2 separate regions of the Zea mays genome follow, and region 1 is linked to region 2. Evidence: chromatin contacts called from public HiChIP or PLAC-seq data. All regions are on one chromosome and are shown on one strand. The core of a region is the stretch at or near the end of the contact, and the rest is flanking DNA. Distances in the headings are between cores, read along the strand shown. Region 1 holds the start of LOC100280154. Region 2 holds the start of LOC100272306.

Region 1 (2,700 bases), core at 8-2,507, 200 kb after region 2:
GCTCCTGCATGTAACCGTAGCAGTCCAACAGAACGGGACAGGAAGCTCCCGACATGCGGGGGCCATCCGGCCATGGAATAGACGGATCCACAGGGCCCACCTCCCAGCGTCGGGGCTCGCTGGTCCTGCTCCTGCAGCCTGCAACCGTACCGTCCGTAGCAACGCAACGGACGGAGTGAGAGAGGCTCGGGCTCGGCCGTCTCCCGTCTTCGTCTTGAATGCTCCGGATCACATGAACGCCCTGGGTCCGCAGTTAATGGCCACGATGTACCCCGTGCCCTGCCCCCGCCCTGCGCATTCACTGTAGCTCATGCCATCTCCGCCGGGACGTAGTACTAGTACAAATGAATCTACTGTAGCATCTTTATGATGATTTCATTTGGAGTTGCAAAATCCTCGGGCTGGGCTTCCTTCCGGTGCAAGCTTTCCAGGCCCAGTCAATGGCTTCCCCAGCAATCTTCACGGCCTGGCAAGGGCTGTTCCTAACAAAATGGCCTGGCAACCGCTTTGGATTAGTAGTTACTTATTAAATCCGGGTCAGGATTAGGGCCTGTTTGTTTACCCCCCAGATTATATAATCTGGATTAAATAATCCTAAGAGGCAAACAAACAGTCCAGCTTATTTGCCCAGATTATATAATCTAACCCCTTGGATTATGATAATCCATAAGCAAGTGAGGAGGTGCTTATTTCAGATTATTTTTTCCCACTTCCCCACTACCCTTTCAAGTTTCCTAGAAATTACCCACCATTGCCATTATAATCCACCAAATCGTTTTTGCGCCTAGTACTAGTCAATTTGGGGATGAAGAAGGTGACATGAATGCCTTCCGTGATAATATTGCTAATGCAATATTTGACAGTGTCAATTGAATTATTTTTTTCATATATGAGTTTCAACCTAGTACAAATATAGAGGGCATTCTTGTCTTCCTCATACAAAAGAATCCTATTAACAACTCAAATAATCTGGGTAAACAAACGGGACTACTCAGATTATATAATCGAGATTATATAATCTAGATTATATAATCCTCCAAAAATAATCCAGATTATATAATCCATGAAGGTAAACAAACAGACCCTTAGTCATCATAAGATAATCCGCGGCCCACGCCTCTCGATTCTTTTTGGTTTTCGCGGGGTTCCGTGCCGCTCTGCAGACTGTGCTGTCACCACAACTGGTGAGAGAGAGAGAGAGCGTGAGAGCGAGAGGAGAGAGTGGATAAAAGCATCGGGGGTTTGGAGTTTGGACTTGTGTCTAGACAGCGAAAGGGACGGCAGAGGGAGGAGAGGGCTCAAACCGCCTGCCTGCTGCCCTGCACCCCGCGCCCACCCCACTTCTTCCACTTCCACCACCTCCTCCCCTCCAGTCCCCCTCTCCACCTGCCCCCCGCTCCCTGGTCCGGCGCGGAGAACCAGCCAGCCAGCCCGTCGTCGCTGTCGCCCGCCGGTGAAGCAGTAGCCGCGCGTGACGCCGGATCCAATCCGCGGCCCTCGCCGCGCGCGCGGTCATGGACTTCGACGGCGCCATTGGCGATCAGGGGTGAGTTGCGCGCACCGAAACACCGTCCGTGGTACTACTGGTCCTGGGTCGCGCGCCGCGGAGAAAGGCCGCGCCTTGGTGCCCGCGGCTGGGGACGAAATTCCAGTCACCGGCTTCTCTTTTCTCGCTTCGGTTCCGTCCCTGCAGGCTGCAGCCCACCGTCGATCCCCAATTTTGTTAAGGGAGCTCGGGTGGGTGTGGCAGCAGGTACTAGAGCCCGGAAGTTGCTGCGCCCCTTTTTGGTGGGTGAGCTCTTTATGCGTCCTACGATGATGTTAAGGGAGCAGGACGCAGGGACTACTAATTCTGGGGGCAAAGGGCCGTATTCTCCCTTCTTTTGTACGAAGCTTTGCTGTGGCTTTTGCGCCTTTTCGGCGTGCTGCGTCCATAATCAGCTAGCAGCGGTTCAGTTGTCTTGGGCTTTTCCGGCCATATAAACCCTAGCTGCCCTGCCTGTTAGCTGCTCCCGTGAAGTTCGTGACAAAGCTGGTGCTGTAGTGTCTTGTTTCGGACACCACTTCTGATGCATTTCCTTACTTATCCAAGGATTTTTGTTTTTCTTGTTTCATCCGTTTTCGTTGTTAGATTGCTATCACGAGCTTCTAACCCTCGCTAGTTTACTGTCTGATATATATTTACCGAACGCTGAACATTCTGTCATTACACATCCAAAAAAGAAAAATAGTAGAAAAAAACTTTTACATATTTGCTGTACTCAAGATTAAAGTTTTACCATGTCTGTTTGTGGCTGTTGCTTGCCTTTCGTGCCAGTTGTTATTTGTCACCGATGCATTATTCATGATCTACATTCCTCCCAAATTTACCTTTCAGTCCAGTACAATTCACTGTTAAGATTTTTACCCTTTTCTGCGACGTTAGCTGGGCATACTTTTATGCTCCACATTTTCACTCCTTGCTCTGAACTTCTCCTCAAGTTTCTTGCAAGATTAATCACTTCTGATTGAGCTCGTTGCTGTGGAACTTACAGTGAGCTGTGGGAATGGCAAAGTCAGGAGTATGGTCTGCAGAAAGATTTGTTAGCTGGTTTGCACCGTGCCGTTGCATTACTCATTCTGCCCTAAATATATATCCACGCAAAGACCTGAGCATCTTGTATTTCCGGTTTGGCAGCTCCATGTAGCAGCTTGTGGGCT
Region 2 (2,700 bases), core at 54-2,553:
GTATGAGGATGGGTAAGCTGCTAGAGATAGCCTTAGACCGTCTGCAGCGGTCTACCCATAGTTTACCTAAAAGCACTGTTTTGCACTATAGACTGCACTGTTCGCAGAGTGGAGTTTGAATATGGATATGGGGATGGGTAAGCAGCTGGAGATAGCCTTAGAAACAACACCCAGTCCACTATAGTTCAAAACTCACTGAACCCTGGTGGACATGTTATATCTGCAATTAGCAGAAATAACACTAAAATGGAATTTTATAGAAGTTCTATGTTTATTGTTGTGGTGAGTATAAAGTATAAACATGCTATGAAAATCTTCAAATATAGTCATACATCTTCTAGTGGCCATATCATAAGACCCATGTTCATATGGCTACCAATTATGAGGATACCGAGATACACAGGGCAGAACACCTACATTGCGCTATAATGAACATAGATTTCCATAAATGCAAACTATAGAATATTGATAACCAATACCAAAGTAAGTCTTAACCTGTATCAAAGAAGCTGCTGAGCGGCCAGCACCAGCAGCCGCCCCAATTGGAACAAACAGGTGAGGGAACACTGGAGTCAGAATCTCCAGCCCATAAGCCATATTCTCCAGAAAATCAGCAAATAGTCGCCACCCTTTGGGGTTAACATCAAAATGGCGTCCGAATTTGGACAACATGATCTTGCTAAGGTACCCGAGGCCATCTTTCAGCACCCAATTCACCGCAGCAGCAGTGGGTATCGCTCCTTTCCCTAACCCAACCGCATAGAGCAGAGCCTGAAGAAAACATTTTAGGGAATAAATACACTACCCTTTACCTAGCTGCCTGGAAAATTTGTGATAAACGCTCAGATGAGCTCCACTACCTGTGTGGAAAGCACCCCGCTGATCTGGCTCGCCACACCCTGTACGCCGCGCCAGAGCGAGTAGTTAAGGTAGTCGCTGCTGACACTATGAGGGTATCCGTCAGGGAGTAACAGATGAACAGCAACTTCGGCGTACCGCCGCCACGACCGCCCCAGCTGCCTCCGTAGGGCGGCCAGGTCCTTAGAGATGCTTCCAACCTTTTCATCCCCGTCCTCCCGCTTTGTTCCGTCGTCCCCAGCAATGAGATAGGAGGTCCAGGTTGGGTCCGGCATGAGGCGAGTGCGCTTGCCGCCCCTCACCTCCCATACGTCCCCCGCGTCATCACCGGAAGTGCTGAGGGCCTCAGCGAGCGCGGATGCGGCGCCGGACTGGAGGAGCAGGAACAGGAGGAAGAACTCCGGGTGGAGGGCCTGGAGCCACCGCTCCCACCACCACCCGTCCCCAGGGCCAGGAGAATCCATTCCTCGCCCGCCATCACCTCCGCTTCCTCCATCGCTGCCGCCAGAATCACAGTATCCGCGGAAGCCGCCAGGAGGACTGTGGGATGCCGCGAGGAGTGGCGGGGAAAGCTTGGCGTCGACGCGGTGGAATCTGAGGGCGGTCAGGGATGGCGACGATGGCGGCCGCGAGGCGAGGCGAACTAAGGGAGGTGGGGGTAAAAAGGAGGGGAGGAGGAGGAAGGATTGTGGCATGGACATCAGTGGAGGGAGGGATGGCCGCCGGGCGACGCGAACGGAGGGAGGTAGGGGTAAAAAGGAATAGAGGCGGACGAAGGATTTCGCCCTGTGTATTCAAAGGGGTCCCGTATTCAAAATATGAAAGTGTGTCAAATTGTTTTTGAGAAACTAGACCATGTCCGTGCTCCGGCTTCAGTGTCCGTTGAATTCAAACAGTGTTTCAGGAGATTTTAAATGGAACGCCCGGCCTGAGACCTTCACGAATCACGACGCGCCGCCGCCACTAGACACTATGCCACCAGGCACCTCCGCGGTACGCGCTCGTGGCTCGCGGCACCGTCGCCCACAGGCCGCAGCCGGCAGGCCCACCCCGGCGCGCCGCAGCAGCCGCTCGCGTCGCAGCCCAGAGCCCGAGCCGGCTGTCGCCGCCGCCGCTGCCGCCGTGCCTCGAACAGGAACTGCCGCCCGCCGAGCCGGTCGCGCGCTAGGGTTTGGGTCGAGGTTGAATTAGAATACTGAACGAACAGCCGACTGTCCGAACACGAGGAGGAAGAGCGGACAGGGCGGCCGGGCCTGTGGCCACTGGCCGCACGCCCGCATTGGGCCTTCGCGGGCCATGGGCTGTCCGGTGCGGGAACGAAACGGGGCAAACGGCACATACTACTCGAATATTTGTCGTCCGTTAGTTCATTTTTAAACAAAATTGTAATAAATAAAAAATAAAGTAAGTATTTAATAATATACTAGATAAACGCTCATGCGTCACTACAGAGTGAACATATTATTATAAAATATATTGAAATTCAAAAATATTAGTCAACAAATGTTTCTTATTTAAAGCTTGCTCGACATGTATAAAGCTTGATAGTATGGCATGTTTGGTGTAGGATGGACAAGACAAGTTTTCAAGCGATATACCACATTTACTATCTTTATTGTAAATTTGGGACATTCATGCATAGACGACGAACTCAAGGAAGTTTTATGCAAGTATGATGTGTGTATTTTTCTAATTTGCTTGTGAAATGAATCCATAGTAATGAAATTGTGCATTGATGTTCTATATTGTTAGGGCACCTGGTTTTCATGTCCTTAAAACGTGTAGCCATGGTAGAATGTCTGTAGCTTTTTCTGATTTTACAGTATACATATCTATACCTTT

Evidence for each region. HiChIP or PLAC-seq counts read pairs in DNA pulled down with a chosen protein or histone mark.
Region 1: a contact with region 2 is called in an H3K4me3 HiChIP or PLAC-seq map of leaf, with 3 times the contacts expected there. The contact joins the promoter of LOC100280154 here to the promoter of LOC100272306 in region 2. A contact is called at or near these places in 3 of 25 Hi-C or Micro-C datasets (ear, leaf and tassel) and 1 of 3 datasets of contacts at active chromatin or transcription factors (leaf).

What each region holds. Positions count from the first base shown.
Region 1 is chr3:163,750,500-163,753,199 of Zm-B73-REFERENCE-NAM-5.0, forward strand. It overlaps LOC100280154, which reads left to right and starts at 1,258. Exons shown (of 9, transcript NM_001153086.2): 1 at 1,258-1,546; 2 at 2,535-2,590; 3 at 2,678-2,700. The coding sequence starts at 1,515.
Region 2 is chr3:163,555,263-163,557,962 of Zm-B73-REFERENCE-NAM-5.0, forward strand. LOC100272306 reads right to left here and starts at 1,304. Exons shown (of 7, transcript NM_001146791.1): 1 at 861-1,304; 2 at 496-771. The coding sequence starts at 1,133.